3 separate regions of the Oryzias latipes genome follow, and all the other regions are linked to region 3. Evidence: chromatin contacts called from public Hi-C data. All regions are on one chromosome and are shown on one strand. Each heading gives the region's core, a stretch centred on a gene start, on an enhancer-like site or on the middle of the called end of the contact. The rest is flanking DNA. Distances are from core to core; before and after follow the strand shown. Region 1 holds the start of LOC101171356 (neuronal PAS domain-containing protein 4-like). Region 2 holds the start of srf (serum response factor). Region 3 holds the start of LOC101172103 (phosphofurin acidic cluster sorting protein 2-like).

What was found. Hi-C and Micro-C count contacts between places; a contact is called where the count stands out from the background.
Region 1: a Hi-C map of gastrula embryo shows a contact between it and region 3, with 2.2 times the contacts expected there. The contact joins the promoter of LOC101171356 here to the promoter of LOC101172103 in region 3. A contact is called at or near these places in 3 of 5 Hi-C or Micro-C datasets (embryo and gastrula embryo).
Region 2: a Hi-C map of gastrula embryo shows a contact between it and region 3, with 1.6 times the contacts expected there. The contact joins the promoter of srf here to the promoter of LOC101172103 in region 3. A contact is called at or near these places in 3 of 5 Hi-C or Micro-C datasets (embryo and gastrula embryo).

Annotation. Positions count from the first base shown.
Region 1 is chr15:28,699,801-28,702,780 of ASM223467v1, forward strand. LOC101171356 (neuronal PAS domain-containing protein 4-like) reads left to right here and starts at 1,371. Exons shown (of 8, transcript XM_011484724.3): 1 at 1,371-2,663; 2 at 2,747-2,892; 3 at 2,963-2,980. The coding sequence starts at 2,486.
Region 2 is chr15:29,042,386-29,045,274 of ASM223467v1, forward strand. It overlaps srf (serum response factor), which reads left to right and starts at 1,345. Exons shown (of 8, transcript XM_011484747.3): 1 at 1,345-2,328. The coding sequence starts at 1,699.
Region 3 is chr15:28,904,748-28,907,747 of ASM223467v1, forward strand. LOC101172103 (phosphofurin acidic cluster sorting protein 2-like) reads left to right here and starts at 1,664. Exons shown (of 24, transcript XM_023962982.1): 1 at 1,664-2,009. The coding sequence starts at 1,804.

The DNA of each region.
Region 1 (2,980 bases), core at 121-2,620, 210 kb before region 3:
AAGTCTTTTGAAGACAAACTCCCAAAGCTGCTCGGAAATCCAAAAAAAAAAGTCAATAACTGAAGTCTAAAGTGGGATTGTGTTTAATGGTTGCCTTTGAATCTGAAATCATTAAGGACCCCACTGTTTAGGCCTGACAGTAGAAAGAAAACAAACATCAACAGTTTGTCGTTGATTTTACAGAGTTTCTTTTGTGATAAAGACATAAAAATGCATCAATATCGTGTTTTTCAAAATAAAGTACCAGGTTTCCTGGATAAAATATTGGGCCTATAATAAATAAATCATAACACTCCCTCAGTTCTTAACGAACGGCCAACATTCTGTTCTTACTGTGAACTAAGACTATTTATCCTCATGGGATTTGCTTTGGAGCAATTGCTCGTTGTGGTTGCATGCAACCGCTTGATGCAACGCTTTTAAATAAATCTAAAGAATTGTTTTTTTGAGAGCAACAAAATGTCTACATTAGCACTTTGAAAAATTCAAAAATTCTCTTTTGAAAATTTCTTTTTAAACTAATGCTTCTGCCCTCATCCGACCCCCCAGGGACTCGGACTCCTGTGCAGCAGATCAGACCCGTGAAGCATCAGTGTCCTCTGAGCTGCCGCTTCAAAAAGCAAAGATCTTTCTGATCGTCGGTCCGTGTTCATTTATGCAACACTTCTTGCATCACTAGAGGATATCTGGAGGGAAGCAGGAATCCTCATTCAGGACTGTTGGCATGCATTTCCTGCCGCATGAGGAATGCTGCAGACCGTCTCTGCTCCATCAGTCCTTTAAGATCAGACAGAAAATATATTTAAAATACTGGAAAGATTTAGAGGTTTGTCTCTTGCTTTACTTTCTGTGCAGCTTTTTTTCCCCCATCATCCCTTTATTTGTAGAGCACCGTTCAATAACACATTTAGAACCAAAGTGCTTGACATAAAGGTATATGTTAAAACAATAAAATGTCCTAAAACTCCATCCTTTACCCCCTTTCAGGGTCCCAGGGTACATGGGGTACATGTCACTCCCACATGCACACCTATGGGGACAGCTTAGAAAAACCAATTACCCAGGTGAAGCATGTCTTTGGACTGTGGGAGGACGCCGGAGCGCCTGGACAAAACCCACACAGGCCGGGAGAACCTGCAAACTGCACACAGAAGGTTACCTAGTCTGGATTTGAACCAGGGCCTGAGAGTGCTAACCACTGCTCCACATGCAAAAACAAAAATGATCAAAAGTCAAGTGAGCATATCCAAAATTCTCTTTGTTTTTTGTTGAGTTTCAACAAGTGTGGAAAGAGCAGAACCTGAGGATCCGAGAGTTCTGGGGGATTTGTTTGGACTGAGGAGAGCTGAGAATAGTCTGGTCCTGATCCGGGCCTAAAGGGTCAAAAAGATGAATGGAGAAGGAAACCCAGACCGAACTTTGAAATGTTTTGACACATCCATGCATGGGATGTGTCAAACACACCTGTGTCTATGTTAAGAAGGCGGACCTGTCATGGAAAGGCAGGAATAAACTTAATGACATAAAACCTGTAAGTTTTTTAAAGTTTTGAATCAATCAAGAATTGATTATTACTATTGAAATTCAGATCTTCAACTTGTCCGTCAGTTTATGGAGGGATGAAAGCTGTGGAGTTTCTGCATTTATTTAGGATCTGAGGCCAGAAATGTAGTTTTTAATTTGAGACCCTGTGGACTGAAACTCCGATGTAACCCGGGTTATTTATAGCGCGTTTCCACTAAATCCGAAGGGGACGCTTTGGATACGGGTCGCACTGCCCTCCTGGGGGCTTTTCTCTGCCCCGCGTGGCCGCCGCTGTCTGTCGGCTTTGGGGCTACATGAGGAGGAGCGCGCGCGCGCTGGTAGGTCCATGAGGTCACGCGCTCAACTCATTTATGCAGCAGTCTGACTGGTTTACTTTGGATGATGCATGGTTTTTCCCGCCGCCAGGTCCCAGCCTGCCTCTGTGGTGCAGCTCGTGCACATGTCACGCCAGGGCTCCGTGCACGTCCCACCTGCGGCGGGAGGAGCGGCGCGCGCCCTGCAGGAAGCTCAGGTGAGGGATGCTCCTCCTCTCTGCTCCTCTGGGAGTCCGCGGCTGAGTTTTTGTAAACACGGGATGAGGAGCTGATGAGCCGACCTCATCCTCACTGTGTGACGTGGGACCCGGTCTCAGAAGCCCCGCCTCCCTCTGTGTGTGACGCCCACGCTGAAGCGGCGGCTATAAAAAGCCCGGGCTTTCTGAGGATGGAGCCAGACAGACACTGACCACGCAGGCGAGAGGCCCAGACGAAGCTGCTGCTGACTCTCCTATCGGCCGTTTCCATAGCAACCCCCGCATCAGTTCAGCCCAATTAAGTCATCCCTTGTCCTCATTTCTTTGGATCTAAAGGAAGAAGATGGATTTGGATCAGATTTCTGAAAACCAGCCGGGCTGTTGACTTGTTTGTCGTCTCCGTTTACCCCACCTCTCACCCGAGTGACCATGGTGTCCCACAGATCCACCAAGGGAGCGTCCAAAGCCCGGCGAGACCACATCAACCATGAGATCAGGAATATGCGCGCTCTGCTCCCCATTTCCCAGGAGGACCAGGAGCGTCTGTCCTACCTTCACTCCATGGCTGCCATCTGTACCTACATCAGGAAGTCTGGTCTCTTCCAGGGTAAGCTTTCACCTCTTAGTCATGCGTATTTATTCAGAGTCCATTTGTCCAACAAACTCAAGGAGCCTGAATTGATCTTGAAGGGCTCCCCTCTGGGGGGGAGGCGCACTGCTCCCTGCCGTGTGAGGCCTTTTTGGCGGCGCTGCCTGGCTTCATCTTGGTCACGACCGCTGAAGGCCGGCTGGTGTGCGTGTCGGAGAACGTGGACGAACATCTGGGTTTCTCCATGGTGAGAGTCGGAACCAGATCCCAGCAGGTTGTGGTGAAACGGCGTCTAACACGAGCTCCGCCTTTCCCAGCTTGACCTGCTGCAGGGA
Region 2 (2,889 bases), core at 95-2,594, 140 kb after region 3:
TTCTAAATCCATCCATCGTTGAGGGAAACTAGTAGCTCTTGGGCCCGTTTTGATCTTGTTTTTAAACTTTTTAAACCTATTTTTAAAAAGAAAGTTCTTTATGCTCATGTTTAAACTAATGTAGTTTCCTGTTGACTTCCATGACAAGTTTAACCTGACATATATACATATATGCACACCGTGATGATGACGATGGATTTATCCTTTAATTTCTTAGTTTGAGCTCAGATTTGTCTTTTTTTTTTTTTGATGGAACATAACTTTACTTTTTCTAAATTCCATTTTTGAAATCTTTGAAGTTCTGCTCATCATCTTCTGCCCTATTTTCAAAGTCTTCCTAGTGGCCTTTTAAAAGTGATGATGCCGTTTTTAGCCTAAAACAAATCTGTGTCGTCTTCCACCGAGGCTGTTAATGTGGAGCCACCCCGCCCCCTTTCCCATCACTGTTCTGAAAGCCTAGACCAGCTTGTGACCACCCAGCATATTTATGAATCCTTTTCAAACAGCATCTTTTCTTCTGCTCCTGATTCACAGCGATTTGAACAAAGAAATGAAATGTCAATTAGAAAAAAGCCACATTTTTTTGGGGGGGGGGGGGGGGTTCTTTAGGTTGGGTGGTGTTGGGCTGTAGCTGCTCCAGATTTGGCTGATTTAATAAAGTTTTTTTTTTTTTTTTTTTTAACAGGAACCTTTAGAATAAGAGGAATATGGTTTTGGACCAGTTTTGACCTTGAAGCTCTTTTCCATCCGTGACCTTTAGACTCAGTTTGGTGACCTCAGCTCATTGGTCCAGCCGTCATAATAAAGGTAGACCAACAGGTGAGTTTGAGGCCCGAGCAGACTGAAATAAATCACCACGCGCTTTTTGTTGTACTTTTTGTTTTTCACGTTATTTTATTGTTGGCTTGTAATGTTTTTTTTTCTACATTTGTGTTGATGGGGACAAATGTTTGAATTACAAACTGCGTAACAAAAAACTCAAATAATCTGTAACGGAAAACTTTGTGTTTTTGTTGCGCTTTTCGGCGACATGAGCGTTGACTGTGACGTTGACATCACTGCAACCATTTTGGTATTTATTCAAATGAGCTTCTATTATCGTCCAATCACTGCTTTAGTCAGATAATCTTCAACCAATCAGCAGGCGACGTTGTGACTCACCAAATAAGGAGAGACAGCACCATATAAGGAAACGTTGTATCTCTTTATAAGGAGGAAAGTAGTTCCCTGGCTCTCGTATCACTCCGCCGTGGCGATAACTTTTTAAAATGCGGGATCATTTTATGCATTTCTGATCCACGTAAACTAAATAATGTAAATAAAGCGACGCCTTCACGTTTTCGCGTGAGTACATAGGGTGTTATATTCGGCCTTTTTTTTTTTGCTCACACGGCGAACTATGTGACGCAGCGGAGTCATATCGACGGAGCTGTTCGCGCTTTCCTTTTTGAGAAAGTACGGAGAGTTTTGGAAATAGAGGAGGAGTGTGGACCGAACGGAGCCGGGTTCGCGGGTCCGGGGGCAGCGTCACTCTCAAAGTCTGGGTCACTAATGTCTCGTAGCGTCCAAATCAACTGAGCGCTTTGTTTACATTGCGTGGCCCCGGCGCGTGCGGTATATATCAGGAGGCACTCACGCAACGCCACGCTCCAGCTTCTCCAGCTGGTGTCTCGGGACTCGGTCGGTCACCTAAATATAATGTTACCCAGCCAGGCTGGATCGGTACCATCTGGAAACGGGTCCGCGTCCGGCAAGGGCAGCACCGGTCACAGTTCGGGGGTTGTCGGCGGCGGGATTCGCCCCGTCCTGGTCCGACCGGGGCTAAGCGACGGCGCGGGCGCTGCGGGGCGACACGCCGGGGACAGGGACGCGGTTGGGATGCTCGGAGCCAACGGTCCAGGCGGCTCGAGGGCCGCGAGACCGGGAAACGGGACCGGAGGGAACCCCCTGCAGGCTGCCGTACCGGGACACATGGTGGGGCTGAACGCGGGCGTCGTGCTGCCCATGGGGGCCCGGTTCGACCCGGAGCGGGTGTGCAGCGGCTCCGACAACGACTCTGAGTCCGGGGACGACGACGACCCGGTGGGGTCACTCGGGGACAGCAGGAGAGGGGTGAAGCGGGAGAGGGGGGAGATGATGGAGGCTGCGGCGGCGGGGCAGGAGGCGGGAGTCACCCCCGGAGATTACGGCATGGTGTCCGGGGGAGTCGCCGGGGCAAAGCCCGGGAAGAAGACCCGGGGGCGCGTGAAGATTAAGATGGAGTTTATAGACAACAAGTTACGGAGGTACACGACCTTCAGCAAGAGGAAGACGGGCATCATGAAGAAGGTGAGTGTGTGAGGCGCGTGCACGCTCATTGATTGATTAAGATGATTGGTTCATTGATTTGTGAGCTGACAGCTCCCTCAGAGGAGGAAAGCATGTCCAGAGTTTGGGTCTGGAAGTTCTGACATCCTCCTCAGAGGATGCAGGATCCCGGTTCTGCTTGTGACGAAGTTCACCCCACATAACTGTATGCAGCTGCATGCATGCATGCATGGAGCTGCATGCATGCATGCATGCATGGAGCTGCATGCATGCATGCATGCATGTATGCAGCTGCCACATGGCTTGCAGGCCTGCATGTGCCAACAGCTGACTAAACCCCCGGGAACCGGACCAGACGATTGCACAGACCACCGTATGGTGCACCCAGAACCAGGAGCAGAACCTCATTGAATACTCATGTTTGGTTCTTCTGCACACGGAACCGCTCTCTTAAAAACCCGATCACACAGAAATATTCTGCTGATCATCTGAAGGTCATTAGGAGCCAGATTTCATAAAAACTCCTCTTTTTTTCAGTGTGTTTTTATTTCCACAGCACCATCTAAACTGTTGTGTTTTGAT
Region 3 (3,000 bases), core at 414-2,913:
TTTACATGTCCAATGAATAAACATCTAAATAAAAATGTGAATCTTTGGTCCAATTTTTGCATGTTTTCTGGCTGACAGTGTGAACCCTGAGGGGTTGAGATGTGAGGCTCCAGTCACCTGAAATCTACTCGAACGACAGCGTGGAGACCACATGAAGTGAGCATAGCCTTGTGTTGGGCCCTCAAGTTAGCCCTTTATAGAGTGGGGGTCTGCAACATGATGCTCCAGGGCCTCACCCCTCCCTCATTGTGGCTGACAAAAAGTAAAATGATATTTTACAGAATAAGGGTACTAGTGAACAGAGATTGAAACTTAGTCTGATAAATTTATTCATTTATGTCTCCTAACATGAGCAAAGTTTTTGTTTCATATATTGCTGTTGAAATCACGATCAAGAGGCCCAGTGGGATCTACCGTTCCTCCAGAATGCACACATTTTAATTACTGAGTAAAATATTAGTAAAAAGTTGATCTTCTTTCAGCTCACTGTATTGTTAGCGTCCATTTGAAGCAAAACAAATGTTTGGTTTCTGTCCAAGGAGAAAACAGAAAAACAAGTATTTGTACGGCCTTCATATACTTTTTACATTGGGTCTAAAACAAAAAAATCATATTCAGATTTGGATTAAAATGAATAAAAAGGGAAAAAGGATGATGAACCATGCCCCAAAGTAGACTTATTTAGCTCATATCTGCCTAAAATGAGATTAAAATGGTGTCTTGTATTTATACTGCCAAGTTTTTATTCATCCCCCAAAAAGCAAAAGTTCAGTCATATCTATATATACACACACACACACACACACACACACACACATATATATATATATATATAAACAAATTGATTGATTGAATATATAACAATAATACAAAGACGTGTTGTATTTTTCTGCAGGACGATCTTGCGGCTCTTAAAAAGTTTTGGTTCATGAGAAGCCGGCTTCAGTGTTGAAGGTTGCAGACGCCTGCCCTGGTGTGATGGTTGGGTCATTTCTGGAATTTGGTCTTAAAACTAAACCGTATTTTTACTCCATTGAATTGAATCGTGGGGAAAGTGAATCTTTGCTATTGCATACCAGTATGTTTACACTGAAGGTGTCAAACTCATAAGAACACGTAAGAAGGATTTTTTGTTTATTGTTTTATTACATTACACCAAGCCACCAAGCAAACTGAAAGGTCGTCCTGATTCTTACTTGCTTATTAGCTCATTTAAAATGTTTTCTTGAATTTATTTATTTATTTATTTTTTTGCTTTTCCTTTGTAATGAAAAAAAACACATGTCAAAACGAAACAAAACCGAGACCCAAAAATCAAGGTTTGAACCGAATTGTGGGGAAAATGAATTGTTGCACCCCCTATGTAATGCAAAGTGTGGTGATGCAGGGATGCCCTGCCCTCGCTACTTTTCACATCAGAAATATTAATTTTAAATAAAGCTAAAAAAAATTGAATACATGTTTATGTTAAATGGCTTTAAGCCTTTAAGGTGTGGTGAGATGCATCTTTAGGGGCCTGCTGCTCACTGGACGCCCCGCCCCGCTGCTCCCTTTCTGAGCCATAGGCCCCGCCCGGCTAGTTCCTTTCTCAGTGGTATGCCCCGCCCCGTTGCTCCCATTCCGTGTGACAGGCCCCGCCCCGCTGCTCCCTTTCTCAGTGACAGGCCCCGCCCCGCCCATCACCATCCACAGTCGATGAAGGGAAGCTGGGAGACCGAACGAACAGGAGCAGGCGGTACAGGGCTTAGCGGCTCCCGCGTTTGTCCGACCCTTTACTAGAACTGCTCCCAGGCAGTAGCGGTAATGATGGCGGCGGCTGTGGAGAGAGGAGGCGTGCGGGCCGCTTTCCTGAACCCGGGCAGCGGCGGTGGACCCTCACCGACCACCCTCCCGACAGGAGCGCTAGCCGGGGCTGTGGTCATGGGCTCCGGCTCGGGCAGCATGCCTGTACCCATGAACCTCTTTGCAACCTGGGAGATTGATCGCTCATCCCCCAGCTGCGTTCCGAGGTAAAACTCCTCATTGTCCCAACAGAGCACACATCACCTGCAGGGTTTGGAGAGAAGGAAACAGATATAAATAAAAATAACGGCAAAAAAAAAACGCCCACCGCAACACATCCTAAACACTGTCGGATTGGCTAACTGGCAAGCTAGCTAGCAAGGTGGCTAATGCTAATGCTACCTAGCAAATAGGACGGGCGCTTAACGTCTCGTTTTGAAATATACTTTAATCTTTTTTTATTTAATCGCAATAAATGTATATATTTAGTGCTTTTGAAGTTTGGCAACATGACGACGCCTTAATTTCACAGAAGCAGTTGAAGTGCCTGGAGTGTTAGTGTAAACATGGGGTGTAATCAATTTGTTTAGAGACCGTTAGATGAACTAGCAAACAAAAGTTCCGTCGGAACTGCGGCGGTCGTCCGCGCGCAGGCTGCGCGAGCCGCGTGCTCCTGCGGCCACGCGCCCGCTGAGATTTACGGAGCGCCCGCCACCTAATAGCTACATAACGGGTCTATAAATACAGGGACATGGATGCCGGCGGCATAATTGGCATCCTTTTCGTCCTGGCTGCAGCGAGCAGCTGGCTGGCCCTGTACATCAACACAACTCTGTGGTTGTTTGTTTGTTTTCATGTTTGTGTCAAAGCATCAGCAGAAACACAACCAAAAGGGGAAAATAGAAATTACATTTTGGTCGTTTTGTGGTTGCAAAGGTTCTCACCCTCAGGCTGTTCATCAGTTTTGTTTTGTTGACACGTTTTGTCGTCACTGCTTTACTTTGCAGGTTTTTTTGTTTCACAAGTAAGTGTGCAGTTTTGCCACCTGACCAAAAAACCTCTGGGGGGGCTGCAGGCGCATTAATCAGCTTTGACCCAGATCTGCTTCACTCATTGGAACAGAAGTTGGCTTGTGAGGGGAGGGTTTCCTTTGCTGTGAGCGTGCATGTGCGCTTGTTTGCACGCTGTTGCTTTTGCATCTGCATAACTGGAAGATGA